Linked DNA regions of Oryza sativa: region 1 is linked to region 2. The links are chromatin contacts, called in public HiCAR-type maps. All regions are on one chromosome and are shown on one strand. Each heading gives the region's core, a stretch centred on a gene start, on an enhancer-like site or on the middle of the called end of the contact. The rest is flanking DNA. Distances are from core to core; before and after follow the strand shown.

Evidence for each region. HiCAR-type assays count read pairs that join an accessible place to other places.
Region 1: a HiCAR-type map of leaf shows a contact between it and region 2, with 6 times the contacts expected there. The contact joins two enhancer-like sites. A contact is called at or near these places in 10 of 15 Hi-C or Micro-C datasets (leaf, leaf mesophyll, seedling and 1 more) and 1 of 4 datasets of contacts at active chromatin or transcription factors (leaf).

What each region holds. Positions count from the first base shown.
Region 1 is chr10:3,998,165-4,004,435 of ASM3414082v1, forward strand. LOC4348163 (filament-like plant protein 4) reads left to right here and starts at 4,768. Exons shown (of 6, transcript XM_015759510.3): 1 at 4,768-5,267. Within about 2 kb of position 1,592, at least 7 of the 15 cell types and tissues checked have open chromatin away from gene starts, as enhancers often do.
Region 2 is chr10:3,922,525-3,928,916 of ASM3414082v1, forward strand. It overlaps LOC4348156 (a long non-coding RNA gene), which reads right to left and starts at 5,185. Exons shown (of 4, transcript XR_001540393.3): 1 at 4,654-5,185; 2 at 4,394-4,490; 3 at 3,260-3,360; 4 at 2,246-2,955. Within about 2 kb of position 1,352, at least 4 of the 15 cell types and tissues checked have open chromatin away from gene starts, as enhancers often do.

The DNA of each region.
Region 1 (6,271 bases), core at 342-2,841, 76 kb after region 2:
TCCAAGATAGTGGAACTTGCATTCTCTCGTTCGATCCACGGTCTCCTCCTAATACTGTGCTGAAAGAAGTTAAGAAAAAAAAATTTATATATGGCTAGAAATGAAAACAATAAAAAACGATATTATTTTCTTACGAAAACTATATTGGTACGGGAGGAATTTCCCTACAGTTCTCATCACGAATCTAAACACCGTTTTAGATAAGGATGAAAACGGCTCGAAAACAAATAGAAATCACATCTACCACAGTATGGATTGTCTCTCGCAGGAAGTTAAAAACAGTCCCACCACCAACTCTATGTTGGCAAAAGAATGCGACCAGCACAGGATGAGTTAACGAGCTTAGGTGGTGTACTACTACTAACTCTTCTCTAATCTTATCCGTATCTGTATATTTGCAAGTGGTGGAGAGACAAAATTAAACGGTACAGGTCCCTGTATAACCCCCTCCGATGCTAACAATAAATTAGGTAGGTGTCGAACTGTCGACCGATATATGGATCCGATCACGTGTCACGCGATGCACGATTGTACCAACACACAGACACAGTTACGGGTAGTACACAAGTTAGTTAGCTAGATGTGAGAGCTGAGATCTGCATATTGCCTTGGTGAGCCAGCGACCGTACCCTGGAAAGCTGAGGCCAACACATGCATCTGCAAAAGCTTTGTGCAGCATATGCAGCTGTGTGTGGGCGCGTCGCGTATATGCGATGCGAGGCGTGCAAGACGCTTCGGGCCAATCAAGGGCAAATCTTTAGTTATGCTCTGAGCTGGGGTTCGTTTCTACCGTTGATGAAATAGTATGAGGTTAGGTGGTAGAAAACAAAATAAAAATCATTAAGATATGATTAATTAAGTTTTAATTGTTATAAATTTAAAAGTGGTTTATCAGATATTTTAAAGCAACTTGTATATTAGAAAGTTTTCGCACGAAATATACTGTTTAGCAGTTTAAAAAGCGTGCTAACGGAAACTAAGATAAAATCCATATCTTAATGAAAAAGAGACAACCTTATCAAATTTAGACAATACCAAATTTTTTTATAAGTTTTGACGTTACCTAAATTTTGATAGTGTTGTATGTGTTTAGTCTGTGCCTTTTCAAAATCTACCTCCGTTTTAGGTTATAAAATGTTTTAACCAAACTGCTTCAAGTTTGACTAAGTTTATAAACAAATATAGTAATATTTACATTAACAAATTAGTTTTATTAAATTAATAATTAAATATATTTTTAGTAAATTTATCTTGGATAAAAATATTACTATTTTTTTCTATAAACTTTATCATACTTAAAACAATTTGATTTTGACCAAACTTAAAACATCTTATAACCTGAAACGGAGGGAGTAGTGGCTTTGTGAGAGAAAAGTTTGGGAACTACTATCAATTTTTTGATATGGACATCTGTTTAATTTATTAGCTTATTAAAACTTAGTAACATAAAATTTTCGTTTGGTTGAATGAAACAATAATAAAGTGAACAAGTCCTGCGTATCTGAATGCCGGTGACCCCTCTTCGTGGTAGCAGTCATGATTACGCCCCTGGCTGGCCACCATATGGGCCATGGCCGGTGCAAGCAGGGTGGACAGCACAGCAGCAACAAGCTTGAGAGAAAAAGCTTCAGGATGCACGTTGCAATGTATGGTAGATGGTGACTGCTTGGTGATTGGCAATTTCCTTGGTATTTTTAGATCCTAACCAACCAATAATATTTATAAAAGTAAGATATTTTAAATAAAAATAATTATATATTATGATATTTTGTTTAATGATAAATCTAGTAACATCAATTTTACATGATTGATCTTTTTTATTTCTTTGCAATTAATAGTTAAAGTTAAAAATATTTGACTTGTCACTATGCTACAAATGTTTATATTTTAGGACGGAGTTAGCTCCGTGGGGAATTCCGATTAGTTATTTTGAGAAATAATCTCTCTGTCCCAAAATAAGCGCGACCATAAGTTTCCGTATCCATTTTTTATAATTAGTTTTTTTATTGTTATTATATTATAAAACATGAATAGTATTTTATGCGTGACTTATATTTTTTTAGTTTTTTAAAAAATGAATTTAAATAAGACGGATGATTACAGTTGGATACAGAAACTTATGGCTGCGCTTATTTTGGGATTGAGGGAGTAATACTACTACCGTACAGCTGTATTTTCCAATTACATGGGAAAACATAAATGCATGTACGCTTTCATTCGACCAGGGGATGTCCTGGCCGCTTCGTTTGTTAGAAACCATCCTAATATTTATGAAAATTAGCAAAAATATATATGTACTCTCCTCGGCCCATAATACACTAATCTATGATTAAATGTGTTATTATTTAGGACAACGGATCTAGACATGAGAGCATGTCCACCACCACTACTAGAGACTTTTAAAGAAGTATAAAACATCTTTCTTTTAAATTTTTTTTGATGACATATACTACATATACCACTTCACAAAATCCTAAATCGACAATTAACTCACACATATGGAGTGAAAAAAATAAATTCATCATATCCAAATTTATCTTTTCTTTTCTCAAACTTGTTTTTTTTAAAAAATAATAGATGCCACTTATATTCTATATTGTCAATTGTTTTAAATTTTTTGTAAATATTTATATTGAGTTTGGAGAAAAAAATACCCATGGAATATCTGCTCGAGGATTAGTAGAATCCATTCCCCATCATTCACACTATGTCAGTTTAGTTTGCAAGTTTAAGTTGTGTGTATAAGTTTAGATGACAAGAAGTGAATTAAATTGGCATAAGCGCAATGTGCACATATGCTGTACAGCTGCCTTAATTCGTTGGCTAGCTTAATTAGCTTGCTCCTCAGTAATATAATTAAAGTGAGTAACATCTAGCTGCACATTTTTGGTTTCTGCCGGTTGTTCGATTCTTCCTCGTCCATAATGATAACGACAATCCTAGTGCTTAATTAAACGATCCCCAAACTTTGTCAATTAATTAATGATGAAACCAAACAAATTTTAAGAAATCTAGTACTCCGTACTTACTAAAACTACTAGTAAAGCAACATTTCACAGTAATTACCTGCTGACGCGTGAGGGAAGAAGTGTCATAGTCGTTTGGCACCCTACATGGATGATTAAATTCCTCCCATGGCTGACGGCTGTATCACACTTACACACAACTGGAATATAACTATATTTACTTTTTTGGCAGTATCACACTTACACACAATTGGAATATAACTATATTTATATTTTTGGCATTTTCTAGCTGTCCTGACATCCCTTAATCTAACATAATGCTTTTCTGGTCACAGTGTATTGCATGGGTTTCTTGCATGAGTAGCCGATTTGTGATGGCAGCATGTGGTGGAATTTTTCGTGTTAACAGTTGTGGACCTACTGTGGACTTTGAGTGCATACTCACTACCTTTTTTTCCTTGTTATGATATAGTGGCCAAATCCGAGTAGAAAAGAATCTGGGTACTACTCCATAGCATGGTTGTTCAAACCTTCCAAGGAAATAGTTTACACTAGGAATAACTTTGTTAGTCATGATGAACCAGGATTTTCTTCGCTATATGTGTCTTGGTACCCATCATATACATGTGACTCAAATAGTTATAAAAATATAAAAAAAAGTAATACTAATTGTGATGATATAAGTTTATATACAAACATGCAAGACTATATTTGATCTATAACTAGAGAAACAAAATAATAAAATTAGATAGTGAATAGTGCCCGTACAACGCAGATAAAAATTGTTATTTTTTTCTTCATGTGTAGATCGCATTTAGAATTGCATGTTTTGTAAAGTGTTTTATATTATCATCGTCTATATTATTAAATTTTACGAAATTTTTATATAACTGGTTAAACTATATGCATTTACCTAGTTGCCAATACTTCTGTAGTCATGATGCCGAGTTTGAAACTTGTCTTAACGACTCAGGTTTAGTCTGAAATAAATTATTAATTAAGTGAATTGTTACGTTGAATTATCTACTTTATTATGGGGAATAATTTAATATTTAATAAATAAAATTAAGAAATAATATAAAACAACTGGTCCTATATTGGAAGAATTTTTTTTTTTCGAGAAAATGTATTTTTCAAAGCGTAGAGTAGTAGATAATTTATTTAAATAATTTAAGTAAGTAATCCAACAAGAACTAAGCCTTAAACTTTCTAAATTTCAAGTGTTATTGCACCCGAGTGTGTCTAATTGCAGTCATCAAAATCTAAAGTTATGTACTTATGATGGACGCAAACATGCAGTCATGTATTCACGACTTCTTCCATGTGGAGGCTTCCTTCCCCTTTTATTGAACAAGCTTATTGTTTTTAGCAGTAGAATCAGACGTAGACGTATAGTGTGGTTGCCTTGTTCTTTTTTCTGACTATAGTCTTCAAAGATTGTAGAATTGTATTTTTTTTCCTGTATCAATGGAAACGTATATTGTTTACACTTAACTGCTACACGCAGACAATGTCAATGGGACAGTGAGATCACAACCAGCATTACCACCTAATACCACAGCAAAATTCCAAAGGTAAAACCCACAAGCAATTAACCCAGCAATAATCACCAACCATCAGCAGCAGCAGCAGCAGTGCCAAAGCCAGTGAGAGTCAGTGACCATGTGGCCACACACACCATCATCATGAGCAATTGAGCTTCAACAACAATTCACTCCACTTTTCCTTGCATTCTCTCTCTCTCTCTCTTTCCCTCTCCACCTTTCCCCTTGCTTTTCTCTCTCACCTTCCTTGAGCCGCTGAGCCCCACTCCTCCTCCATTGATCCATCCACTGCTGTTGAGCTATTTTATCACTCATAGAGAAGGCACAAGAAGCTTGAGGAGGAGACAGATGGGGAGGGTGGGGGAAGGTGCATTGCATTGCCAATTTGCACACCAAGATTGATCGATTGATTGGCATTAGGGAGATGAGATGAGATTAGATTAGAGAGAAGAGGGAGAAGAAAGGGTGGGAGACAGGTGGACAAAAAGGGTAAAGCGAGAGGAGGAGTAAAGGTGGTGGAGGAGAGTGAAGGAATCCAATCCAATCCAGTCTTGATCGATCCGTCGCGCGTGCGTGCGTGTGCGTGCGTCGTCTCGTCCTCCTCCCCAGATTGGGAGCAGAGCAGAGTAGAGCAGGAGTGCGCGCGAAGCAAAGCGGGAGGAGGCGCCACCGACACCGATCGGATCCCGCATTCCGCCGCCGCCGCGCACGCCCGGAGTGGGTGGTTCGAAGCTTCTTCAAGCTCGCTTGCTAAGCGGTAAGCATCGCTCTCCGTGTTCTTCGCTGATGGTTTGATGGTTTCTTGGGGGGTTTTCTTTGCTCTTCTTGCTGCGCGGTTTCTTGGGGAGGTTTAGCTGCGGCCTGCGGGTTGCAGCAATCTTGATTCTTGAAGTTGAATTCGAGGTTCTTTTCTTGATTCACCTATGCGATTTCTTGTGTCAGTTTCTTGGCCGATTCTTTTTTTTCTCTCCTGCGAAATTGATTCAGTCTCATCAGAATTTCGTGCTGTTGGCTCCGCAAAAACCTTGATGAAATCCCTCCATTTTACTGAAAATCTTCCGATTGTTAGATACAAGTGCAACGCCAAATCCCGTTAATCTCCCCAAATCGACAAATGAATTAACCAGAAATGGCCATTAATCCCTGCCATTGACGGCCGTACATGCGGGTTTTACTCCAATCCTACGCTTTCCTGCTGCTGCTGCTGCCGGTGGCAATTGATGCATTGCCTCCCCAGCAGAGCAATCACCAGTAATGGAGGGTGCAAGTACAGGAGAAAGTGGCCGGAGCAAGGAGGAACACATGGGGGCATGTTCTACATTTACTCATCCATGCCATGGCCCCCGGCAACTGTGGCTGTGGTCTCTTCCATTGGCTGCGTCTGCACCCATGGTGTCCTTCCCTGTGGGATGCAGCCTGTTCTTGCCATGATCTGATGAAAGTGTGTGTGTGGTTGTACAATTGATACTTTGATGCGGTTGCGGCTAATTGACGCGACAATGCCCGCACGCTCGTGTCGTTGTCAATCTTGTGGCGATGATCGGATCAATGTGGCTGCTAATCGATTGAGAAATTGATTTAAGGTAGGCTGGATGATGGTGACATGCCTGTCTTGTTTTGTTGTTAAAGGCCACATTCTCTGTGTGCCTTTCAGGGTTTAGGAGGAACAGTGTGGTGTTGGTGTACTAGTGACAAATGAATGATCCGTGCCGCGTGACCAAACCGCGGATCAGTACACATTGACAGACAGATGCATTGCCA
Region 2 (6,392 bases), core at 102-2,601:
GCTACTCGTCTGACGACAGTAGCTGGGGCCCGGAACGAAGGAAACCATACTGCGCCCGGCTAGGCCATGCCTTGGCGGCGGCGTGGCCTACTGGCCCTTCCACTGGGAGGCGTTCGTCGGCGCGCGCTATCGGACTCAGCCATGGACGTGTGTTCGGTGCCTTACACGTATGGGGCAATGTTCAAAATAGCCGGCTAAGGCTTTTAGCGGCTAGTATCTAGGGAGGCTAAGAAAGGCTATAGCGGGCTATAGCCCAGCTAACCCTATTTAGCGGTTTTGTAATTGCCAGACAGAAATCAGTCAACAATTATGCATATGAACATGGAATCAAGAAAAAATCACGGACTGAAACAAATTAAGTGTTCTTTCATGCCTTCATTACAGTCTAGACAACACAGATTGCTGGCTTGATCTTCTACCTCCCCTTTGGGCCACTGGCGAAGGCCCAAGGCCTGCTCTGATTTTGGCCCAGGAGCTAAACTACAAAGTGAGTGGCGCTAAATGATCTGCAGTTTAGCGGATTTAGCCGGTTAATTGCCGCTATGAGCGGAAAAAATCGTTTAGCGCAAAAGGCTAACTATCCTAGCTCCAACCCTGCCCAAACGCTATAGCCCGCTATAGCGGTGGCTATAGCCGGCTATTTTGAACATTGGTATGGGGGATACTGGCCGGTTCTCCGCATACTTGGGGGTGTTGGCGGACAGGACGGAGTTGCGCTACATCAACGTGGGGACTTCTCGCCGAGTGTCCCAGCTTGTATTCTGCTCGTTGAAGACACAATTAGACGACACTGATGCATGGAGAGTACAGACACGACGTACGTGCACTGTGTACGTCCGAGTACCAGACCTCAGGCCGGCGAGGACGACCCCGATCGAGCTCCGGTGGTTCGGTGAGAAGAGCGGTACGGTGGTGTACACCGTTGGGGAGGCCAATGGCGGTCTTCGCGGTGAACATGGCGGATGGGACAGTCCAGAAGCTAGCAGACGGTGGCGGCTACAACACATGCAGGAATATTTAAGGTTACTAGAAAAAATACCCGTGCGTTGCAACGGGTACAACAGTACACGAGTTACAATTCCGAATAGGACTCCAGCACCAAGCTGGAGACGGACTCCGTCTCGGACTCGCCTTGCACTCGCACTCGCAGGGTAGCCGGGTAGGGCCGCAGGGGTGAGGTTTTATTATATTTATTTATTTGTAAGAACTCATGCATTTAAGAACTCACGAGGTGGATCCTGTTTGAGAGAGTTTGGTTTGTTATTTTAGGATGGATGGCGCCGAACGCGTCACAACAGCCTCCGCATCCGCCTCTGGCTCCTCCCTCGCCTATAAATTGAGCAAGCGCGCCAGCTAACTCCCCACACCACACTCGTTCTCCACCATGCATAGCCGAAGCTCAAACCCCTCTGGGTAGCCGGGAACGGCCGCACCACCACCACGGTCTGCGCCGAACAGAGCACCGCCCCCCAACCCACGCCAATCAAATCTCCACCACGGTGATTTCCCTTCCATCTCCTTGCGCCAGAATGACCCTAGGAGACCCTTCAACCCATTTCATCAACTAATTATAGGGCCCCCTCTCTAGAGCGCCGTCATGTCACCACCGTCACCGACCTCTGCCGCCATGGGAGCTCGTCGTCACGCCGCCTCAGACCGCCTCAACTCTAACCGAGCACTGCACAGGGTAAGTCTCCTAGTAGTCCTTCCTTAGGCCATCCCCTATCCCTTAATCGAATCTCCATAGACCGTGGCACACCGCCCGCCCGTCATCTAGAACCGCTGGCACCACCGGCCATGGCGCTCGCCGACTCCAGCCTTCCCCGGCCTTAGGCCGAGCCATCCCCTCCACCGCTCATCGCCGGCGAGCCATTCCCGAGCCGTTGTGCCTCTCTGCCTATCGAGCTGCCTGTAGGTTGAAGAAGAAGGACCTAGTCCTGTTATTAGGGTAAAAGGGGTTCTTTCTGCAAAGCGCCAGACACTGACAGTTAGGCCTAGGACTTATATGTAATTTATGAAAACTTTAGTGCTTGGCTGAAAGTTTAGAGGAGTGCCCCTCACTGAGAGATGGACCCCACAGTTTTAAAATGAATACAACCGTGTGAAATGATGTTAAATAATCATTGAGTGTAAATCGGCTGTAACAAAAAATCTTAATATAGAACTAATAATAATTACGTCACATATTTATAATTTTCACATCTTTATAGTATTCACATGCTAGTACCACATATAACAAAATTAATGAATGGAACAGCACATTATTGGCCACATATTGATACTACTTTGGAAAGTTTGTCTATAGTTTCATCTGATTCTCATTCCTAATGCTTATAGACAATTGCTAATCATATGTGTAAAAATTAAAAGAAATGGTAACTAATCCTTTTGGAAAGGAATGGATCTGCATTTGCATGCAGAGAAGCAATGGTTAAAGTTGTTTACAAAATTCTACACAATGGTTCTCATTACATAGCAAAAGAAATACTCCCTCCTTCCCAAATTGATCATCATATATGTTTATGCACCAAGACCAATGATAATTTAAATCACATCAATCAAGATACCATGCACACATTCTCCCACAATACATGCATCGATTAACACCATGCCAATTACACCTTAGCATGCACACATTCTTCCATGTTGTATTAATGGTATTCTGATGAAATCCGTGTCCATGCGGTTATATGATGATCAATTTGAGAAATCTTGAATTTCATAGTGTGATGATCAATTTGGGAAGGAGGGAGTAACGGAATGGTTACCATGGAAGACAGGGTTGTTGTGGAAGAAGTTAGTGCTTGACACTTGCCTCAACACAGTCATTTCCTTACAGTGCTAGCTCTGCATTGCCAGGAACTAACACATACAACAACCCAACAAGTCAGAGGCTTCATATATTTGTATCCTTTTCTCTTCATGCCAATATACATATCTCAAAAGTTTGAGTCCCTGGACAAATAAGACAACTTTGAGCTTAAGGTGTAAAAGTCATAGTAATGTTCATGCAAAGCATTTTAGTATGTCAACCTCTTTAGTTCTTCAAATTTTGAAAATACAATATGCAACTAATACCATTGTCAAACAATATGTGCTTTCTAATATAGTTAAATGAAAAAAGAGAAACATTTCAGTTCATTCTGAGACCAAGTAAAGAAATATGCAATCCCATTGTTGACCCATCTAGAGTAGGTTTTAAGTCATAATGAAAAATCATGTATTGTTTAGGAAAAAAAACTAGTTATTTGTTGCATACCCATGAGGCTCTGTTGTTCCGTCTAATTCATCTCTTCATGAAAATGATCGGTTGACTTGCTCTCATTTCACCCAAGAGCCACCGGTGTCTGCCCAGCCATTCTGTCAGGGGTGCAACAACCATAAGTTGATGACCGAACGTGGAAATATTATCATGTAAAATAATTAACCAAATTGATAAAAACAAAAAAAAAGTATTTTGGTTAGTATTTTCAGGAAAACCAATCAAATTATATATACCTATAGGCTTGCATGCTATTTATAAGGCTATGTTCAAGTCATCTAACTATTGGGTTGCTCTCTAGCTTATCTTGATCTAGCTATGCACTTCTGTCCGAACATGAAGAAGAAATTCACTTTGACGTGTTTAACTTGGTTGTAGTGGAACCACAATGAAATTTTTGGGTCACCTAGTGGGAGTTGCATGTTGCTCTGGAACTGAATTTGGCAAGGGCACTACTTTGATCAGATATATGAACCTGAAACTTGTCTCTACTTTGGTCAGATATATTATGAACATCTGAATATCGAGGCTGGAAACCTCTTATATTGGTATATTTTCATTCCAAATTACTATTGCTCACTTTGGAACAGCAGTGAACCAATAGCAGTTATGCACAGGGAGCACCCGATCAGACCCTGCTCCTACTGTGCTGGCCAAACAATTGTAAACAAGCTTGCAGTCAAGGTTTTTTTTTTATAGAATTTGGAGCTTGCAAACAAAAGGTGCAGACAGTATTAAGAAATATAGATTATCATCAAATGTGCAACATTTGATAACAAAAACAAAAATTCTTTTGGTACATTCTCTAATTGACAGTAAATAGATTAGTGTAAGGATTGAAATACCCCTGGGCAAAAGATTATAGTTAGTTGTTATAAAGATTGAAGAGTACAATTTCATCTGTGGATTGCAAATAAATTATGAAAATTCCTCAGTGGATTTTCTTGAAAAATCATCATTTGATACTGTTAGACAATCAAATTAAAGGGTCTGTTTGCACAAACGTATGCTGAAATCACATCCAGATTGTTTCAGAGGCATTTAATAAAAACATCTACTGGGCATGCATTTTTAATCTAACATTCTAATAGTAATATCATCATGGCCTTTCTGGAACAACTTAGAACTTACAGTGAAAATGGAAAGTGATTGAAATTAACTGTGCATTATGCCTCTCTATGAATGAACAATATTCTGCCCCGTATGCCTCCTCTGAACAGGAATGGATCTATTTAAAAAAATAAGGAACAGCAAATTAAATAACAAAGCAAAGCAGACCAAGCCTCCAAAGTCTAAATCAACAAATTGAGGATGGAGTAATCAGCCACTCCTTGCACACAGGATCCCAAATCATAGCTGAGAAAACAGCAGTGGCGCTGCAGCCGCGGTACCTCGTGTCGGTGTGGGACCGAAGCGAAGCCTCGAAGGCCAAAAGGGGAGGAGAGGGTGGGATGTGGCGCTGGGGGTAAGGGCACGACATTGGTCAGTTGAGATCGGGGAGTGGCGTCGGCAGCGTGATCTGGGCAGGCGTGGATGCGGGCGCTGGCGGTGGCGGAGAGGAGCAGATTAGCGATGAGCGTCGACGGCAGGTGATGCGGGGTGGAGAAACGCCGGGGACGGGGATGTGGGGCGGGGGACTCCACAACGGTGGAGGTGGATATGACGACAACGCTCGATCCAATGATGGGCGCGCGGCAAAGGGGATTCAGCGACGGTGGAGGACGCGGTATCGGTGGCGGCGATCTAGGAGGAGGTGCGGGACGGGAGGGAGGTGTGGTGCCGCGGCGTATTGCGGAGGCCGAGGGGACTCGCGACGAGGAGGATGAGCCGTGGCGAAGGGGGAGCGGCGCGGCGATGTGGGGCGGCGCTAGCGTGTTTTTTTTTCCCGCTGATTGCGGATTGCGAGCAATCCGTAGGAATCGCGCGTGGGTGGTGCAGAGGGATGCGGAGGAGTAGTGTGCCGCTCTGAAGCGTGTCGATGTACATTATGTTGGATCGCATGTCGGGAAAATATGTGCTTCACCATCACCACTACGAATTTTTTAAATAAAAGTAGAGTAGAGATATACAGAACAGAAATGCGTCTTCTCTTCCCTATAGGAAAACGTACTTCAAGCAGTGCCCTTTAGTTTCTTTTATAAACAAATTATTAAATCTGAGAAAAGATTTTCTGTTAATTATTTATGCACTATAAAATGCTGAAAATTTGGAAAATCATAGAAAATTCATTTTAGCTCCGATTGAGGTGAACCAGATTTTGTTAGTTTCCAACTCTCTTTTTAATACTGCACACTCAAACTTAGAATCACTGTTGTAAAAAAATTCACTAATTTAAATTCGAATAGTACGTACCGTATTTTAATATCTTAGAAACGTGATAACTTGCACATTCAACATCGGATTTAGGCGAATCTTTCTCCTAAATTTATATTAAACCATCATCTATACACTGAACATGTTCATGCACCGTGCATGATATTTTATCTTGGAGTTTTATTGGATTTTCATTTGAATATAGGTTTAAATTTAAATAGAGGACAGATCGATTGTTGCCGTTGATGGGAGTGTGCAGGATCAAGAAATATTCGAGTAACTCTTGAGCAAGCAAGTACTATTAGATCAATTCCTCCTTCGATCATGTTGAATCATATATTTTCGCAAATGCTTTATTATGTTTAAAATTGCATGCGGTGTTTGCAAAAATGTGGGACTTTGGTAGAACAACTCCTAATTGTTGCATTATCCACCTTGATTATTGATCACCCTATTGTTGATGGACCTAGGATGGGTTGTGGTCCTATCCAAGCACCAATATGGGTATATTCGAGCTACTACTATAGCTATTGCTTAGCCATGCTTAGAAAATTTGCTATGGTTATAAATGACATGATATTAACTCTTTCAAATGGGTTATTTTAAAATGTTGTACAGAGCGGTTGCCTCTGTTATTATGTGAAAATTGGAAACTGAAAATGATGATTTCAAACTTGGGCGGCAAGTGGTGTGCATATGGTGATAGTTCTACGCTGATAGGGGGAGTGTTCGCCCGAGTCAATTAAGGACCGAACTATGTGTCACCAACTAAGCTTACCGTGCAACCACATCTGTCGGTTATGGGGCAACCTTGGCT